2 separate regions of the Callithrix jacchus genome follow, and region 1 is linked to region 2. The links are chromatin contacts, called in public Hi-C maps. All regions are on one chromosome and are shown on one strand. Each heading gives the region's core, a stretch centred on a gene start, on an enhancer-like site or on the middle of the called end of the contact. The rest is flanking DNA. Distances are from core to core; before and after follow the strand shown. Region 1 overlaps RXRA (retinoid X receptor alpha). Region 2 holds the start of RXRA (retinoid X receptor alpha).

Evidence for each region. Hi-C and Micro-C count contacts between places; a contact is called where the count stands out from the background.
Region 1: a Hi-C map of skeletal muscle shows a contact between it and region 2, with 4 times the contacts expected there. The contact joins the enhancer-like site here to the promoter of RXRA in region 2. A contact is called at or near these places in 2 of 3 Hi-C or Micro-C datasets (both in skeletal muscle).

Annotation. Positions count from the first base shown.
Region 1 is chr1:182,994,512-182,998,014 of calJac240_pri, reverse strand. It overlaps RXRA (retinoid X receptor alpha), which reads right to left. Exons shown (of 11, transcript XM_078350648.1): 10 at 2,878-2,983; 11 at 1-660. The coding sequence ends at 513. Among named protein-coding and RNA genes, the nearest start is that of RXRA, 110 kb to the right of the region's middle. Within about 2 kb of position 1,759, at least 11 of the 16 cell types and tissues checked have an H3K27ac peak or open chromatin away from gene starts, as enhancers often do. A contact at or near this core is called in skeletal muscle, where this site is marked.
Region 2 is chr1:182,888,113-182,891,338 of calJac240_pri, reverse strand. RXRA (retinoid X receptor alpha) reads right to left here and starts at 1,332. Exons shown (of 11, transcript XM_078350648.1): 1 at 1,123-1,332.

The sequences.
Region 1 (3,503 bases), core at 510-3,009, 110 kb before region 2:
TGGCTGATGACGAGCCAGCCTGTGCCCCCAGCTGTCCCCTCCTCCTGATTAAGGGGAGCTGTCATGGGCAGGCGAAGACGTCACTCCAGACAGGAGGGCCACCCGGGAATTCTGAAAACCAGCATCGCTCAACAGCAATGGGAACCGAGGCCCTGTTCCCAACTCCTGCAGCTCCTGGGCCCGGAGCCAGGAGACCCCTGTGAGCCACCCAAGCCCCGTGGGGTGTGGCAGAGTGTCCCGAGAGCCCGGTGGGGAGGCGCCTGGCTGGGCTCATTCTAGTTCTTGCCACTCAGGCTGCCGCCTCAGGAAAGCCACTGCCCTGGGCCACAGACAAGTAGTAACAGAAATAAGGAGGTGACAACACATCTCTTAGGCAGAGCAGTGACAGGCTGCGCCCCAAAGTCCAAACAGGCCAGGCAGAGAAGGGCAGGGTCAGGGCTCAGGCTGAGAAGAGCAGCTGCGTCCAGGCGGAGTGGCCGGACTGGGCGGGTGCGAAAGATGGGCCCGCAGGCCTAAGTCATTTGGTGTGGGGCTTCCAGCATCTCCATGAGGAAGGTGTCGATGGGCGTGTCCCCAATGAGCTTGAAGAAGAAGAGATGTTCCAGGCACTTGAGCCCAATGGAGCGCAGAGCCGGCAGGCGGAGCAAGAGCTTGGCGAACCTGCAGGGAAGGGGTCCGGTGAGGGCCAGGCAAGGGGCACAGGCAGTACTGTTGTGGCACCTGGAGGCCTCCCTGGGGATGGGGCTGTGTCTGACAGCCCAACCTCCCTGAAGCTGGTCTGTAGCCCAGGGCCTGTCTGTGCCAAGCCCCCAGAAGGAAGGAGGGGAGGCTAGAAGCAAACAGGCGGCGGCAGCCAGAGCCAGGAGAGTGAAGGGAGATCCCTGGGGCCGAGGACAGAGAGGAGGGGTGGGGCCAGACAGCGGCGGGTGGGGGCCCGCTGAAGAGCTTCAGTAAAGGAGTTAAACATTGTGGGCGGCTGGGTAGCTCACACTCGTAATCTCAGCACTTTGAGAGGCCAAGGTGGGAGGACAGCTTGAGCCCAGGAGTTCAAGACCAGCCTGGGTAACACAGTGAGACCGTGTCTCTACACAACAAAAAGAGAAAAAAAGTAGCTGGGCCTGGTGGTGCACGCCTGCAGGGAGGCCCGCTTGAGAGCCGACTGTGGAGGCTGCAGTGAGCTACCACCGCACCACTGCACTCCAGCCTGCGCGACAGAGCAAGACTGTGTCCTAAAAAATGAAAAAATGTGGGCCACAGGGACCGTCAGCGGGATTTGCAGCAGGGGAGAGTTGCAGGAGTGGACGTATCAGCATCTCCTCCAGCTTCTGTAGCCGTCCCAGCAAGAGACAGCAAGGCCTGTGAGGGAAAGGGGTGCTGAGCACACTGGTGAGTGGCAGGAATGGGCAGGGCACTGGATAGGCAGTCAAGAAGTCAAAGGGCATGGGGGGTGGTGTTCGGGCTGCGCCCCCACTGCAGGGGGAGCCAGGCCTGACCTGGGAGCCGTGTACCAGGCAAGCCCCTTCCCATAAAGTGTCAGCACCCCGTGAGTGTCTCCCCAGCACACCTCATGCAGCACTGCGGGCACCAGACCAAGGGCCACCTCTTCAGCAGAAATAGCTCTTCTGGAGTTGGGCACAGCATGGTCAGAGAAGACTGGCAGGGAGGGAGGCACCATGCGTTGCTCCTCAGGGCCCGGCCCACCCCTGGGGAGTTTCCTGGGGCAGGGACCAGTGCGGAGGCAGGGGAGAAGTCTGGGGCTCTGGGAAGGGGTGCAGAGGGCCAGGCATGAGGGCAACAGCTACCACAGAGGACAGGGTGCTGTGGAGACAGGGCCAGGTGTCCCTCCCGGCTGCCCATGTCTGCCCCAGGGCCCACCTGGGTCTCTCCACACAGCCCCACCAGGGGCTGCAGAACCTCATTAATTATTAACGAAGTCTTTATTTCAGGGAAAAGCTCTGTGGTTGGCTGCCTCACAGTTCTTGTTTTAAAGGCAAAAACAACGCAGAGGCTGGAGTTGGGCCAGAGAACAAGCTGTTTTCTGCTGAGCTGGCGAGATGGGCCAGGGCAGAGAGCCAGGAAAAACAAGCCGCCTGCCACCCCCTCCTGTCCTCGTCCTCCGGGAAGTTTCACTTTAAACCAAGCCAGATGAGGGCCGAGCAGGCAGTGGGGACACGGTTAACTGTGTATGTGCCGGTGGCGCCAGGGCCTGGGTGTCCTACGGGTTTGGGGGCCCCCCTCACCCCACTCCTTGCCCACAGTCTGAGGATCAAGAGGCCGGGAGAAGCCTCTTTAGAGAGAAGGGGCAGACTCTGGAGAGCTGACTCTGAATCCCAGGAATCCACAAGTTTCTCTTCCTGGACACCTACTGCGCACCCAGCAACGTGGACTTGGAGATGAGAGGCTCCCAGCCCTTCTGGGGCCCACTGCCGGGTGGGGGGAAAATGAACTCCTCCAGGGGGCCATGGTCACCTATGCTGTACACACTTGTAGAGAATGTTTATTACGTGTGAACATCAGGCCATCTAGGCTACACATGCTTGTGAAGTACCTACTGTGTGCTGGTGTCGCCTGGCCTCTGGTGGTTCTGCTTGGCAGGGGACTGGGTGGGGGTTGAAGCACAGCCTTCATCTACCTACTAGAAAAAGACAAGCACCTACTACGCTCCAGGTCTGAGGTAATCCTTCCAGCAGGGATACATACGGCGTGAACCTGTGGGTCATGCTCACCACGGCCACTGGCCCGGAGCCTGCTCAGGACCTACTGCCCAGGACTGGGCCTGGGGAGGCTGCCACCTTCTCATTCACATAAAACAGCCTTGCAGAGGGTGGGGGCTCTGGAGACAGCCCGGATCTGGGGTCTGTGGGGGGCGGGGCCCACCTTCCCGGCTGCTCTGGGTACTTCTGCTTGCAGTAGGCCTCCAGGGATGCATAGACCTTCTCCCTTAGCGCCTCCACCTCGGCCGGGTTCGAGAGCCCCTTGGAGTCTGAAAGGAGGAGAGGCCACAAGTCAGAACCCTCAGCTGGGGCACATCCTGGGCACCTGCCCTCAGGACCCAGGCCTGTGTAGGGTCTCCCAGGCTGTGGCACGTCCTGGGCACCTGCCCCCAGGACCCAGGCCTATGTGGGGTCTCCCAGGCTGCCCTGATATGGGCAGAGCAGGTGGTGTGAGGGATGCCACAGGACATGAACCCAGAGCCCACTGGCAGGGAGCGAGTGTGGAACCCGAGGCCAGGCCAGGCTGCTCTGGGCCCAAGCCCGGCTCTGCCACTTGCCAGCCATGTGACCTTGGGTCAATCATTCGCCCTCCAGAGACTTGTGTCCGGAACCTGCTGCTTTCAAGCTGCCGCAGGGACTGACAATGGACGCCTCTGCTGCCCTTGGGTCCCAACCCTGTAACACGGATGGGCACTACCAATGCCCCCCAGGAGCACCTGGAGTCCCCAGAAGCCACCCTCAGGATGCTGGAGAGTGCTGAGCTCAGGCCCCAGAGTAAAGAGCCTAGAG
Region 2 (3,226 bases), core at 83-2,582:
CTTCTGAGTACCTCCTGGGGTGGCAAAGCTGACCCCAGGGCTGCATGGTCGGTGAGCAGGAGGGGCTGTGGATGGCGAGGCTTCATTCATAATCAGCTGTTTTAATTTCCATTCAGCACAAATCCTTCACCCAGCCTGACAGCCTGGCTGCCGTCCCACCACCAAATTAATATCCTTCCCGGAGCTCATTTATAAAGTCTCCCCCTTCTCACTAGCTTCCAAACCCTTGGGAGAGCAATGGGTGGGGGCCCCAGCCGTGCCCTCTCCTCCTCCTCGGTAGGTCTGGGCCTGGAGTTGGCGGGCAGTCTGGGATAGGAAGCCACCGGGCGGGGGAACGGCAGCAGGAGGGGGAAAACTGAGCCTCCGAGCCTCTGGGCTGTCCGGCTCACGAACCGAGAGCCAGCCTGGGAGAACACGAGGGGGTGCCAGAGTGAGCGGCCCCCTTTCTGGAATGGGGCCTTCCCAGGTCTGACGTTCTGTTCATGCAGCCCCCAGGGGACCATGCCCACCCGGGCGTGGGCTGCTTTGGGGTAACAGGGTCCCAGTCTGTTTCCTGGGCGGACGCAAGCCCAAGGGCCAGCGGCCTGATGGAAGCGGCAGCCCTACCGGCGGGCGGCGCAGAGGCCGCTCCCGGCCCAGCGCGCCGTCCGGGTGCCCAGGCCGGGGAGGCCGGAGCCGCGGAGCGCAGAAGTTGCTCCTCCCGCCCCGGCCGGGTTCCTGCGCGGCCCGGCTGCAGCTGGGCGCCGGGGCTGCCTGGGGCCGGGGGCGCAGGCGGCCGCCGGTGACGCGGAGACCCCTCTTGGTCCCGGGCGAACCTGCAGCCCGCCCGCTGCCCAACCCCGCTCCCCGGCCGAGTGAGCGGCCCCGCGCGGGCTGGGGGCCGCCGCCGCCCTCGCCCCTCCCCGCCCCTCCCCGCCCGGGCCCCGGGAAAAGTTGCCCCGGGTCGATTCCTCCCGGCCCGGCGCGCTAACTCTCGCCAAGGTCGGCGCGGGGTCCGAGTGGGACCCGGGCCGGCGACTCCGCGCGCGCCGCCCACGCGCCCGGGCCCCCGCCCGCCAGCCCGCCAGCCCGCCACCGGCCCCGGCCCCGGCCCGGTCCCCGCCCGGCCCCGCGATCACTCACCGAGCGGCAGGAAATGTTTGGTGTCCATGTCTGCCGCTAACTCATGCCCGGCCGGCGGCGCAGGCAGCGGGCGGCGGGCGCGGCGCCCCCGGCGCGGCCGGCCCGGGCCCGGGCGGCGGGGAGCCGGCGGCTGCAGCGGCGGCGGCGGCGGCGGCGCGCGGAGGCCGCGGCGCGGCGAGTTGTTGCAAAAGTCGCCCAACAATGTAAACTACTTGTGTCTGCGCGCCGCCGCCGCCGCCGCGCGCGCCCGGCCCGCGCCCCCGCCGCCGCCGCGCGCCCGCGCCCCGCTCCGACCGCGGCGCTGCGGCGCCGGCGGGGGGGTGGCGGGGGGCCCGCGACGGGCGCGGACTCGGCGCAGCGCCGCCACCGCCGCCGCTCGGCCCGCGCCCCTCCCTCCCTGCCCCGCCCGGAGCGCGCCCCCCTCCGCCGCCGCCCCGCGATCGCCGCCCGCCCGGCCACCCGCCCGGCCGCAGAGTTGCGAACGCCCTGCAAACTTGAGAGTTCGCTTCTGCCAGGGGTTCCCGGGAGCCGCGAGGAGGCGGCGTGGGAGGGGGCGGGGCGCGGCGGGAGCGGGGCGGGGGCGGGGCAGAACTCCCTCCCGGGCCCGCCACACACTCGCGCGCACACTCGCGCACACACACACTCGCACGCACGGGGCCCGGAGGAGGCGGAGTGCCGGGCCGGGAGCCCAGCGGCCGGGCCATTGTCTGCGCGGCCACACAAAGCGGCCGGGCGGTGGCCGCACGGGGACCCCGGCCGGGCCCCGTAGGGAGCAGAGCGGGGCGGGATGGCCGCGGCACCCATGCCTCGCGCCCTTCCCCCCCGGCGGACACTTGGGGAAACTGAGGCCCGGGAGTGGCGATGAGCTTCCAACGCCAGAGGACGGGCTCCTGGTCCGGGGAAGGTTTCATCTTCCGGACGCTCCCGCCGGTCCACCCCCGACTTTTCACGCCCTACCCCGGCGGAGGGGTTCCCGGGCCCACCGGGCCGGGGAGGGGGCTCCGCTCCACACCGACCGGAACTCTTGGGACTCCTGCTCAGAGGCACCGGGCTGGGCACGAGCTGCCCGGAGTTGGGCAGACTTTGTGACCGGCGGCTATTTTTAAACCCTGGGTAGTTCTCCGCCTGACTTTTAAATTCACGATCTGTTTGAAAACGAAAGGAAGCACTCCTGCCCCGGGACAGCCCGGGCCTCCTCCGCGCCGCACGCCGCCCGCCGGGCCCGCCGTCTTGGGCGGCTGGAATTCGGGTTTGGGTGTGAGCTACCTGCGCGCCGCCAAGCCCAGCCTTCCTGAGCAGGCGCCCAGGCGCCGGGCCGCGCCCTCCCTCCGCGCCCCCACCGCGAGCTCGCCGCCGGCCTGCACCTAAGGGCCCGGGCTGGAGACCGGCCCTTTGCAGCGCAGGGGCTGACCAGTCACACAGGCTGCACGTGGTGGCCCGGGTCAGGGGATGCTAATGGAGAGGGAGGTGAGGAGGTGATGACCGTGTGTGGACAGCCATGACAAAGCCCAGAGATGACAGCCCAAGACCAGAGAGGTGTCCTGCTGCCTGCGTGCCCTAAAGCTGGGCCACCCGGAGCTGGGTCCCACAAGGATCCCTGTGGCCTGTCATGGTGGGAGGTCTTGCTTCCACTTGGGACAAAAGCACTTTGGGGGCTGCGAGGGTGAGCCCTGGTTGGGCAGCCCACCCCCAGCACAGCCAGAAGCCAAGGCAGCCCTCTCCCCCTCCCCCTCTTTGCTGGCCCCTGGGCCCTCTACCAAAGGCCACCCTGCTCCCCTATTCACACACCCTGTCCAACAGGCAGCTGCCCCCTCCCTCTGGGATGAAGGCTACTGTGGACACCTGGTCATGACCCACTGGTGGTCACCACAACAAACCCACTTCCCCACTGCTCAAGTTGCAAGCTGGCCCAACTCACTGCCCTTCTAAAACTGATTTCGTCCTGCCAGGGAGTGGGGCGGCAAACACAGGACGAGGATTGAGGAGGAGCCCCGTGAACACCACATACACTGCATAAGTGCCAAGTGCCCGCCCCGTTCCCAGCCTGCCTCTGTCACTGCTTCAGCCCATGCTGACTGTACTCAGGTACGCAGGGTCCCAGATG